2 separate regions of the Triticum aestivum genome follow, and region 1 is linked to region 2. A link is a contact called in public Hi-C data. All regions are on one chromosome and are shown on one strand. The core of a region is the stretch at or near the end of the contact, and the rest is flanking DNA. Distances in the headings are between cores, read along the strand shown. Region 1 holds the start of LOC123053332 (serine/threonine-protein kinase SAPK7). Region 2 has its middle 210 kb from the start of LOC123049394.

The links. Hi-C and Micro-C count contacts between places; a contact is called where the count stands out from the background.
Region 1: a contact with region 2 is called in a Hi-C map of leaf, with 7 times the contacts expected there. The contact joins the promoter of LOC123053332 here to the enhancer-like site in region 2. A contact is called at or near these places in 2 of 5 Hi-C or Micro-C datasets (both in leaf).

Annotation. Positions count from the first base shown.
Region 1 is chr2D:388,511,796-388,517,826 of IWGSC CS RefSeq v2.1, forward strand. LOC123053332 (serine/threonine-protein kinase SAPK7) reads left to right here and starts at 2,395. Exons shown (of 9, transcript XM_044476794.1): 1 at 2,395-2,783; 2 at 2,919-2,993; 3 at 3,082-3,183; 4 at 3,258-3,311; 5 at 3,394-3,486; 6 at 3,758-3,850. The coding sequence starts at 2,664.
Region 2 is chr2D:388,043,428-388,050,107 of IWGSC CS RefSeq v2.1, forward strand. No RefSeq gene overlaps it. Among protein-coding and RNA genes, the nearest start is that of LOC123049394, 210 kb to the left of the region's middle. Within about 2 kb of position 4,819, at least 2 of the 8 cell types and tissues checked have an H3K27ac peak or open chromatin away from gene starts, as enhancers often do. A contact at or near this core is called in leaf, where this site is marked.

The DNA of each region.
Region 1 (6,031 bases), core at 1,145-3,644, 470 kb after region 2:
GGTGGAATTGTGGTGTAGTCCAAGGAGGGTAGGAGCATGGGTGGGATGTCGGAGGTCCAGCAAGGCCTGGGCTACGGCGGGGGTGGTACAATAGCGACGTTGGTCTCCGAGGGTGCGGATACAGAGCACAGTGAGAGAAGAGATTGAGGAAAAGGGCTTCTAGTGGGGGTATTTTGATGAGTCGAGGGTGTTGGAGTTTGACGTGGTAGACGTCGAGACGCCCCAATACTTCCAAGGCGCGGTTTCGATTTGGGTTGGATGACAAAAAACGTCCACAACATTTAATTCGAAGATTTCGAGGCAATATTTACGATCCACGTCGGAGTTGCCCTACTCCCTATAATAGAACATAGCCTCATGTCGATACGAGCATGGTGTAAGGGTATCTACAATCGAACGACCCATATCCGCCCAAAGGCTCGGGCAGCCTGCCCGAACATTGCCCGGACAGAAAAAAAAAACACCCAACCGGCTGCCCCAAACACAGCCCAAGCGTTCGAGCTAACATGCAAACTCCATACCCATCCCATATGTGGGTGGATATGGGATGCCCAGACGCGTCCACCACGTCGGATCCGGACCACGATGGCCCACCCGACCCCACATATATTCATCTCTATTTGCACTATGGACCAAACCCTAGTCATTCCAATCCCTCCGTCCCCAAACTCCTGCGCGGCGAAACTCTGGCCTTCTCGAGCGTGGCGGGCAACGAATCCGACTCCGAGATCTCCTATCCATCGACCGAGAACTTGCCCCACGGGGGAGGGGGGGTGGTGGGGGGAGGAGGAGATGGTTGTCTGCATTGCTCTGCGCCGCTCCCGGGAGGAGTGGGCCCGACCGTGATCGGACTCGAGCCGGTGGGAATCCATTGTGTCCGCTCAAATGGCACTTGGATCCGTTGGGGCTAGTGGCTAGAGGCGCGTGACTACGGCCTCGCCGGAAGCGCTGACTACCGCCTGGCAGTGCAACCCCTTTGTTGGCGCATCGTCCCCACGCTTTCAGGCTTCGAGTCAAAGGTCAATGCCAACATGCCTCACGAACCATCCACGTCTATCGTGAGGCATGCCCTCCGTGTGAAGCACAGGGCGCGGGAGGCCACAGAGGCTGAGTCGAACACCGCCGCCGCCTGGCGCCGCAACCTTAGGTGGCCGCATTGGGCTTCGACCATGAGGCTGACCGGTCCATGTCTATCATGGTCCTCACCTCCACCGATGATGCCCAGGCGGAAGGTTTGAACGAGGAAAAATAGGGCATGGGAGACGGCAGCGCATCGTGTCCCATGCGGGACAACCCATGTCCCTTGTCCTACTATACCTTGCCGGCGACCAGACTTTCACTCCACGGGTCTCACGGCTGCCGGACAGGGACACGGACACCGCCGAAGATTTAGATTAGGTTTTGCCTTGCATGTAATTGTATGAGGATGAGGATTTGCAATTGCATACATGATGGTGGCATCCAATATTTAAGGTGTGACCTTTCACTATACATGGACACACACCGTGGACTTTTGGGTGTCGGATTTAGCCGCGCCCGCGTACCCCGCACCCGTGTTGAAATCCAGAGTCTCTCGTACGCTGCACCCGCGCGCACACCCACGGGATGCGCCCATGTGCCCACCGCCGCAAGGCCCCCAGCCTCCGTTCCGCTCGCCGATCCACCATCGGTAGGTTCACTGATGATTTCGCAGTTCCACCCACCCGCAGCACGTACAAGCCATCCCGACCCCATGACGCCGATGGTCAGACGGTAGAAGAAGACGGATACATCCCGCGTGCCGCGGATCCTTTTCTTGAAAGAAAGAGAAAATCATTCTCTTTCCCTTCCACATCATCATCATCATAATCAGCGATGAAAGTTTTTCAGTCCCGAGAGAGGAGAAACGTGAAGAATGACGTCCGTTTTCCACAGTCCAAGCATGTTATTTCCGCCTGTTGCTGCTTGCGACCGCCTAGCGAGCAATTCATTTCAGTTGGGTATTGTGTTCCGCGTGACAACCAGATCTTGCCTGTCTGCCTGTAAGGCCAGCGCTTTGACTCTCGTCAGTTACTACTTACTCTAGTCGTAAAATAGACAGATTTAATTTACTTATTTTGCGGGTGGTCGTTTATTATTTGACCGCAACCGTTTCTAGTGCTTCAAAAGCAAGCAGGGCTCCCTTCAAAATCATCAAAAGAAAAAAAAATCAAGCAAAGGCAACGGGAGCCAGACTGTCCTCGGTTCAGTAACCGCCAAATCAAGCAACACGGAGAGAAAGGAAAGCTCCCAATGCACACAAGGACCTCACTGTCAATTACAACAAATCAAAGGTCCAAACGACAATTAGTTCCGGAGAAAACAAGTCATGAGCACGCCATGTCATGGCACATCATCATCATAATCTAATCACCAAATAAAACTAGTACTACTCCTCGGAGCAGCAGCGCTGCAGCAGTGGTATTAATTAATCGAACCCATCCCACCGGGGAAGAAGAAGAAGAAGAAGCAGCCTCTCCTTCTCCTTTAAGCTTCGAATCATCCTTCCCCCCCTCCCTCCCTCCCACCTCATCTCGCCGCGACGAAGCTTCCAAAACCCCCAAAAGGATCCCCCAATCTTCGCCTCTGCCTCCGGCCCGATCAAGCTTTCTGCAGCGGTTGCCGCGCGACTCGGCCCGGGATCCATGGAGAGGTACGAGCTGCTCAAGGACATCGGCGCCGGCAACTTCGGCGTCGCGCGGCTGATGCGGAACAAGGAGACCAAGGAGCTCGTCGCCATGAAGTACATCCCACGGGGCCTCAAGGTGCGCTCGCCGCCGCCGGCCGGAGTCGGGCTCCCCTGTGATCCATCCCAGCATGGGCCGGCCCGGTCGAGTTTTTCCTTCCTGCCGCGAATTTAGTGACGGAGTGTCTTTTTGGGCGTTTCTTGGTGTTTGCAGATTGACGAGAATGTGGCGAGGGAGATCATAAACCACCGGTCGCTGCGGCACCCCAACATAATCCGATTCAAGGAGGTGGGCGAGGGAACGGGCAAGGCGCCGGGAGCAATCCTTTCCGGCTTCTCCGGCCGAAGAAGAGTATAACGGATTGATTCTTTTGCAGGTGGTGGTCACGCCGACGCACCTGGCGATTGTGATGGAGTACGCGGCCGGCGGCGAGCTCTTCGACCGGATCTGCAACGCCGGGAGGTTCAGCGAGGACGAGGTGAGGATCGGTCCATTGCCTGTCTCCATTTTCGGCGCCGGTTCGTGTAACCGACGGTTGCTTTGTCCCCGCAGGCCAGGTACTTCTTCCAGCAGCTCATCTGCGGCGTGAGCTACTGCCACTTCATGGTAAGAACAAGCAAACCGGTGCAATCCCTGATAAAAAAAATCCTAGATCATCAGATGGTATAAAATAGTCGTTGATCTGCAGCAAATTTGCCACCGGGACCTGAAGCTGGAGAACACTCTGCTGGACGGCAGCCCGGCGCCCCGCCTCAAGATCTGCGACTTCGGTTACTCAAAGGTAATAGTAATAAAAATAGTAACAACAATTATAAAAAGGAGGCATTTTCTGCGGGGGGTCAAAAGCTGCACTTCGCTTGGCTTTGCGGCCGGAAAGATCGGAGGATTCATCTCGCCCTCCCGAAATGCAATTGGTTTCCTCTTCCTGCGCGAAACTGCTCGCGAAAGCAACGTCCCCTGCCATTGTTGACCCAAACAAGTTCGGCGCCACGCCAACGCCTTTTTTCCCGCTGCGGTGCACTGAACATGCTTCCCTTTTCTTCCTTTTGCAGTCGTCGTTGCTGCACTCGAAGCCCAAGTCGACGGTTGGAACGCCGGCGTACATCGCCCCGGAGGTGCTCTCCCGCCGGGAATACGACGGCAAGGTCAGTCGGTCGGTCTCCGGCTCTCTCTCTCTCTCTCTCTCCGCCGTTTTCTCTATTCTTCTGCCTCGTGACTCTGCTCATGGGCCCGCCGTGCGGTGGGTCCCGGAGGCAGTGGCGGTAGCGACCCACTTGTCCTAGCCCGTGAGCACGTGCCGCCTGCCGCTGCAGTACACGTACACGTAGCGTGGCTCTCGCTTCTCGAGGCCGCCAACCAGCAGCCCTTGTGAACTGGGTCCATGGGCCACAACACTCCATTCAGCGAGTGGGCCCGTGGGTTCATTCTGGCGTGGGTCTATAGGCTGGGTCCTTTCGGGCCAGCTAATCAGCTATCTCTGACTGGTGGATTCGGAATTTGTCCCTAGTTACAGATCTGCCTGCCTGTTACCGGGCAGACGCGCGCACTCCCACTGGGCGGTGGGCCCAACGCCACGCTGGCTCTGAGATAGTGTCCCTCGCTTGGCTTGCTGCCGCTGCTCATGTGGCAGGTGATTAGATTCCCGGTTAAATGTGGACAGTCCTTGTCGTGGCAGTCCTCCAAATTTATTTTTATTTTTGAAAGGCAGTGGATTTTGTTGAAAAACTCGGTCGAAAAAGCGAAAAGGTGAGAGATTATGCAAAGATATGTTGTTCTTTCTGTGTCTCATGACGTCGATTTGGACATTCACATTCTCATGATCGAAATTCACACATCATGCTCGATCGATGGCGATGCTCGCTCCAACCAGCGGTCCCTGCTTCTCATGCACGCCATCCAAATGCGAAAAGAGGGGAGGAAAGGTTTAGGTTGATCGGATTCAGACCGGTTTAAGTGGTCACGAGTTCTTTTTGTTTTTCCGCGAGAACATCAAGAGTTCGCGAGCTCGTGTGCGCCCTCTTGGTTTAATTTATTGTGGCCTGCAGTAAAGTTAGATTTCCTGGAGAAAGCATGTGATTCTGTGGATACAGATATTAGAATTAGATACCCTATTTCTGCACTTCATACTACGAAAGCTTGGAGCTGGGGACCGGGGTAGGGTTGTTTGTAATTTCAGTTGCGAAATGCAACTTCAGTGGGTGAAGAGACGGGAGCGTGATTATGTCTATAGGAGCATGCGTCAAAAGGAGTGATTTTACATCACTAGGGAATTAAAATGCTCAGACGGAGATAGGTCAGTTGAATGCATGTTTGTGACAAGCAAAAGCTCCATGAGGCAGACACACCCATGGGCACATCAGCTTGACAAATCGTTTGGTTTTTGTTGGACGTGTCATTTTTTTAGGCTCACTTCATACTTTATGTCCTTGTCTAAAACATTTTACCATCATGGTCCTAGTGCTACAGATACAGATTAGCCTTTTTTTTCTGAAACGAACAGATTAGCTAATTGAGGTTGTCACAAAGGTCCATCTGACCCAATCCTTTTCAAGTAGCCTTGCTAGACTGAACTTCTCGTTGGCGCTTTGTGGTCCTTTATAAATATTTCATTATCCATCTCTTTTTCTCTCGTTGTCCGATACTGCTATGATATCTTGTGAAGAATTTTCTGTACGACGGTTACTGTTTTTTTCTTCCCTCACTGTCCAACAAATCATATCAGACTGGTTACATCTTGGCTTTCCAGCTCTGCAAAATTAGTCGTGTTTGCTTGTCAAAGAGAAACAGTATGATGCGCTGGAGATCAGCATAGATATTCTATGGATAGCATAGCAACCAGTGCTACTTTATTGTTCGTTTCTAGGCCAACCCTTTTAAGATTGCAAAGTGTCATTGATTTCCCTAAACATATGGCGTCCACTTTTTCTGCAATAAAATATGTGCATTTTGTCTGCTTTCACATTAAATAATGCTGTTGTGTTTGTCTCGACCTACCTGATCTTCGGTTAGATTGTTTAGAATTCTTGATTTTTGTGAACAAAGTTGCATGTAAATCTTTTGTTTGAGTGCGTAATTAATAGTTGTGTTACTTCCCAAAATAACAACTGCATGAACCAAAGTTGATCTAAATCATCGAGGGAAAGATTTAAGTTTAATGTTCGTACAATATAATTAGTCTTTCTAGTTACTTCCCACATAAATAAAATTGCATAGTATATACAACATGTGTGATATACTATAGTGTAGCTCAATATTCAAATTTAACCAAGCAGGGAAAAGATTTAGGTCTCAATACAATTTTACAAACATGTAAACACAGCTGAATT
Region 2 (6,680 bases), core at 3,569-6,068:
TTCCATGTTTTTTACATCACGGGAAATCAATATCAGACGGAGTCCAAATGCCACGAAACTCCACGATGATTTTTTATGGGCCAGAAGGAACACAACGGGCCCTGGCTGCGCCTGGGGGGTGCCCCGAGGGGGCACAACCCACCAGGGTGCGCCAGGAGGCCCAGGCGCGCCCTAGTCGGTTGTGCCCACCTCGGGTGCCCCCGGACCGCCTCTTTGCTCTATAAATACCACAATATTCTAGAAACCCTAGGGTAGTCGACGAAATATTGATCGAGTCGCCGCAGAGTCCAGAACCACCAGATCCAATCTAGACACCATCTCGGATGGGGTTCACCACCTCCATTGGTGCCTCTCCGATGATGCGTGAGTAGTTCTTTTTAGACCTTCGGGTCCGTAGTTAGTAGCTAGATGGCTTCCTCTCTCTCGCTGAATTCTCAATACAATGGTCTCTTGGAGATCCATATGATGTAACTCTTTTGCGATGTGTTTGTTGGGATCTGATGAACTTTGAGTTTATGATCAGTTAAATCTTTTTATATCCATGAAAGTTATTTGAGTTTCTTTGATCTCTTATAGCCCCGTATTTATTCTCCGATATTTGGGTTGTGTTTGGCCAACTTGATCTATTTATCTTGCAATGGGAAGAGGTGCTTTGTAGTGGGTTCGATCTTACGATGCTTGATCCCAATGACAGAAAGGGAAACGACACGTATGTATCATTGCTACTAAGGATAAAACGATGGGGTCTATCTCTACATAGATAGATCTTGTCTACATCATGTCATCGTTCTTATTGCATCACTCCGTTTTTCCATGAACTTAATACACTAGATGCATGCTGGATAGTGGTCGATGCATGGAGTAATAGTAGTAGATGCAGGCAGGAGTCGGTCTACTGATCTTGGACGTGATGCCTATATAATGATCATTGCCTGGATATCGTCATGATTATTTGAAGTTCTATCAATTGCCCAACAGTAATTTGTTTACCCACTATTTGCTATTTTTCTCGAGAGAAACCACTAGTGAAACCTACGGCCCCCGGGTCTTCTTTCTCATATATTTGCCTGTGCGATCTACTTTTTCCTTGCATTTATTTTCAGATCTATTAAACCAAAAATACAAAACTACCTTGTTGTGTTTTATTTCTGTTTATTTTATTTGGCGTTCGATCTATCAATCTACTACAAATGTATCTCACGTCTGTTTGCCACAGCACCGTACCCCGGAAGGGATTGACGTGCAAGAGACAGACATTATTAATCGTCATGGAAATTTGCAGGCTACCTTGACACGCGAACTCTACGACGACGTGACCACCTTTGGACGATCACTATCGTCTGGACCTCTTCTTCAGCATCATCCAGTGCTACAGCCCTTCTTGGAAAGAATTCAGAATAAGATACGGACTGTGTACGAGGCTATCACGTGCACCCGGAGAACCGATGTTGTTCAGCACCAGCAGGAGCAGCCGCGTCATTCCATGCACCGACATCAACCACGTCCACGTCTACCACATTAGCCGACAACCAGGCCACCCCGTCCTGACCAACCTGGCAGTTCTACGTGGCACCCGCAGCACTATGGTCCCACGTCGAGCTTCGTGTTTTCTCCACAGCCACAGCAACACGGTCCCTCGTCGAGCTTCGTGTTATCTCCACAGCCACAGCAGCACGGTCCCTCGTCCAGTTTCGTGTTTGAGCCAGAGCAAACGTCACAGCCAGCAGGTATGTGTCTTCATATTTATTGTTTTCAATATTAATTGACGCGACCTCATTCTTCATGAGGAAACGTTCCATCGCGTAGGAGCCTACGGATATCAGGCGTCTATGTCGGCATCACATGATACGTGGGGGAGTGATCAACATCCCGAGGAGAACATACAGGCTCAGATGTCGCAGCACACCCAGTGGATGAACATGTTTTCGACTCCTCCACCAGGACCCACACAGGATACACAACATGACCAGGGAGAGTCTGAGATTCCTCCTCGTCACATTAGGGCACCCGACAAGTTGGGATGGTCGCCGCTTCCAGATCCGCCTCCCCGCCAGGCCAGACGTCGTCACTGACGCTTCTATCTATCAGTAGAGACATTACCATCTATTTCTGTGTGAGACTTATGTCTATTCTATGTATGAGACAAATGACTATGTACTTATGTACGAGACATATGCCTACTCTATTTTAGTACTCTGTTATCCGAACTATAAGATCATATTTAGATAGAACATAATATTCATACAACGAGACATTACAAACAACTAGATAGAACTACATCTAAATTAAATGGTACGTAACTGAACTCACAACATACAGCATAAAAACTACATGAAGTCATCATCGTCATCCTCGATCGATGCAGAACTCTTGCCCTTCGACGATGAAGAACTCTTGCCCTTCGACGATGCAGAAACCTTGCCCTTCGATGATGAAGAACTCTTGCCCTTCGACAATGCAGAACCCGGAAGCGGCGGCATGAAGATATCATCTTCGTCCTCGCTCTCCTCAGTCCATAAACATGGATTATTTGCTGCAATCTTTCTGAAAGTTTCACTCTTCGGCACCACTACCTTCTTCCACCTGTCATGCAACCTAAGAAGTTCTTTACTTACCTCCTCATAGGTCCTTTCAGGCCACCCAGACCTACGTAATTGGTGAGCCAACTCATTCATTATGGTGTCACTACCGGTGAGTTCGTCCCATGGAACTATCCTATTATCCATCCTGAAATCGGTAGCTAGCCTCAGAAGAGTCCTGCTCATCCCAGGGTGAAAACTACGATCGAAAGGATAATGGGGCATCTCAACTACACTACACTGCAATGCTTATCCACCTCCGTCTGAAGGGGGTTTTATAGGTAGAGAGGAGAAAATGGCGGGAAAGAACGACTACGGTATGGCGGGAAAGGGTTGGCGGTAAATGGGTGGCGGGAAACGGGTGGCGGGAAACGGGTGGCGGGAAATAGTTGGCGCGAACATACGGCGGGAAAGGGTTGTGCGGAATACGTCATAGTTTTACAAAAAAAACAGGGATCGTTCGGAAAAAAATGGTGGCATGCACCAGTCGGCCCACAGCAGGCCAATTAGTCCTTGTCGGCCCACTGCAGGCCTATCGGCCAACTGCAGGCCGACTGGACCCTGTCGGCCAACTGCAGGTCGACTGGACTTGATCTGGTGGCCGACAGCCCAATCGGCCAGCAGCAAGCTGATGGGCCACCAGTCGGCCTGCTTTGGGCTGACTAGGCTCAGTCGGCGTGCAGCGGGCCGACGGTGTATTATTTTTAAAAATTCTTTTTTCAGCGTAATATTGTGTAATTTAATAAAAAATGTATTATCCCGAAGGAGCGCTCGTTAACTAGTTGCTCCTGGATTAATGTAATCAACATCGTGAGGATTTGTGATTGAAGCTTGGGGGAGGAAGGGCCCGCATGCGTCCCTCTGCTGCGCTTCTGCTGAATCGCACGTGCGTGCAGTGCGTACGAGCTGTCCCATTTCGGGCGTTGAAGCAGGGCCAGGCAAACGGTTTTGGGAACCTTCTAGAGGATTCCCTCGACCGGTTTGTTTTTCATGATTTTATTTCTTTTACTGATTTTTGGTTTTTCATGTTTTTTTTCTATTTTTTCTGTTTCTGTTTTCTTATTAATTTTTTTCCTTTCTTTTTATTTTATCCTTTTTCGTTTTTATTTTTATTCTTTGTTTTAAGAAATGTTCGAAATTCCAAATTTTGTTCATGATTTAATTTTTTCCCACAATTTAGAAAAAAATATAAAAAATTCACAATTGTTCAGCGTATATTACAAAAATGTACAATGTATATATAAAAATTGTTCAACATATATCAAAAAATTTCAATGTCTATTTCAATATTGTTCAGCTTATATCACAAAAATGTTCAATGTGTAGTTAAAAAATGTTCATCATATATTTACAAAAAAAATATTTAATGTATATTTGACAAAATATTCAGTGTATATCACAAAAATATTCAATATGTATTTCAAAACTGTTCAGAATGTATCCAAAAATGTTCTTTATCTATTTAAAAATTGAACATCGTATATTTACAAAAATGTTCAATGGGTGAATTTTTTTGTATTTTTTTTCTTAATCTGTCACGGCATGGAGTTCAAAGAAATTTGCGCGATCAACTAACCACAAAAAATTAGCAGCTCAACTGGTGAAGAACGCTTACTCGTCGTTGCCAGGTTATGAGTTATAATCCATGGAAGAGCATTTTTTGTTCTCTTATTTTTAGCAGCCCTTCGCTATGACGCCATCGAATGGACCGGCCCATTCAGTTCGCGCCTGCGCGAAAGCTCGTCCTTTTGACGCTAGCGAGCGTCAGGTAGGGACTCCCGGTTGGTACTGTAGCGACTGGACACCTTAGCGTTCCGACACAATTACCGTAGCAGTGGTTTTCCTCCCCTAAAAATAACGGGCCGGCTCAGATTATCGGTCGCTCACCAATTCATGTGCGTAAGGCCGGCTATATGACACAGAATGCATCACATAGGGTTGCCTGTAATAGCCGACAGTGTAGATTCACCCACCAGCTTATCAGAAAAACCGACCAAATCCTCTGATTCTCTCTCAAAAACTAAAAGCCGACCATCGATAGCCACGTGAGGGCCCAGGGCCGGATGCGTCGGGTGCCCCAGGTTCATGCACACATAGACCCACACACCTCCTTATAGCTAGCTTACTTAAGCACACTGCCTATGTGAACGGCATCTTAAGGCTGCCTCTGTGCAACAGTATTCCGTCTACACTACCCTGGACTCGGGGACTGATGAGCCGGAGCAACCGGAAAAGGCGGGAGGCCGGCCACATGCGAAAGCAGGTGCGACTACGTAGTGCGCCATGGCATGCCACGCCAATATGCTATGCGTGGTGCCGTGGGAATCTTCCCACAAAGTCAAAACCGAGTGGGTCAATTTGTACCCTAGCTACCAGGTACACACTTGGCGGGCGCTGCGAGCGCGAGCGGTTTTCACAGTCACAGTGTGTACAGTCTTAAACAACGGGATCGAGATCGACCGACGCGCGCGCGCCTGACCTGCAGGTGGTCCGGCCACGGAGACCTTGGATGCTAGCGTTGGAGTTGTCCACGCGCGTACGTGTACCGGTGTACGTGATGGGTAAACAAACTACAGCGCTAATGTTCTCCGGCATCTGCAGTGTGCGTGAAACAGGATCTGGGGATTGACGAGGAGGCAACGCTACCTTTAGCTTTGGTCAAAGATGCGCCCACCCCAAATACGGGGGCAGGGGAGCCCAGGGCGGTGGCGGTGGGGTGGCACGCATAGCACTGGCCTGGGCGGCAAGAGGAGCCCGCGCCATCGCCGGGGCCGCGGGGAGCGGAGCCCATGCAGCATTTTGTACTCTGCTGCGATCTGATCTGCGCTTCAAGTTCCCGCGCTTAATTTTATTCATGTAGTTCATGGTTTTTCTATATTCTTATAAAAAAAAGTTCATCGTTCTTTGCGGCTCCTGTGATTTTTTTTAACACAATACAGACACAGACGCTTATATACACGCGCATACACTTTTATTTGTGGGCTTGTTTGCTATTACCTCAGCTTGTACTGTACTTTTTTTTTCCTTTTCATCGTTTATATGGATCTTTGTTTTTCGGTTGGATGTTGCTCATTGGTTGTGGTTGATGTACCTATAAATCGGGGCGTTCAGCCTTTTCAGCAATATAATCTTGTGATTGATAAAGTCACCACATACGTTTGGTGGGCTGGGGATACCATTATCCTCCTAACTATCCAACCACAGGTTGGTTCACGCGGGATCGTGTGGTTGTATGTGCCCATACAAGCCTTTTATTTTGTTTCAATCTAAAAAAGTTTCAGTTATTATTTTTGCAAAATTAAGTTAACTTTCTAGCCATGCAATTCTCTTTGCAATATGTGACTAGTTGTAGAGGAGATTAGGCGAATGTGTGGGACGAACTGCAGCGTCCATGCCAACAAAGCAAACGCAAGGTTGTCGTTTGAGGTAGAGGCAATGACGATGCAACGGTCTAGTTGGAGGGTTGACATTGCGCAGTGGAGGGGGAGGAGGGGTGTGATGGCGAGGTGGCACGATAGCGACACCAACGATGGAACATGGATCCGCTTGCAGATGGGGTCAAAAGCGGGAGGACCAGTCATGAAGATATCACTGGTGAGGTGAAAGGCGATGACGCATGCGCGAAAGAGGGGAAGGACTAGAGAGCTGAGACAAACACACTCGAGGGGGCTGTGATTTTGGGCATGAAGACATTGGGAGAGTTTTGGTCTATTTGACTCGAGATCTAATGATAACAACTTGGTTGACACTTTCTCTGAATTTCAAATAATTGACAAACCTCTTATTTCTCACTATGACACCACGAAAGACAACACTTGCATAAGTAAACTTAAATTAGACAAAAGCAAACACGTAGATGCAAGACGAAGATTTTTCTCGTAGTTCAAATAGTTGGCACTATCCTACTCCACGTTGAGGCTACGAACCACATATCTTTTAGGATTACAAAGATCTTTTTTTTGAAGTAAATCCCTCGCTTTATTAAACTGACAAGAGATTACAATATGGCTGAAGAATTCTAGTCGGGAATTCAGGAATTGCATCAAAGCAAGAACATGAAAATTGCTAAGAGCTTATTTTCCGCATAGATGTGCGCCCAGC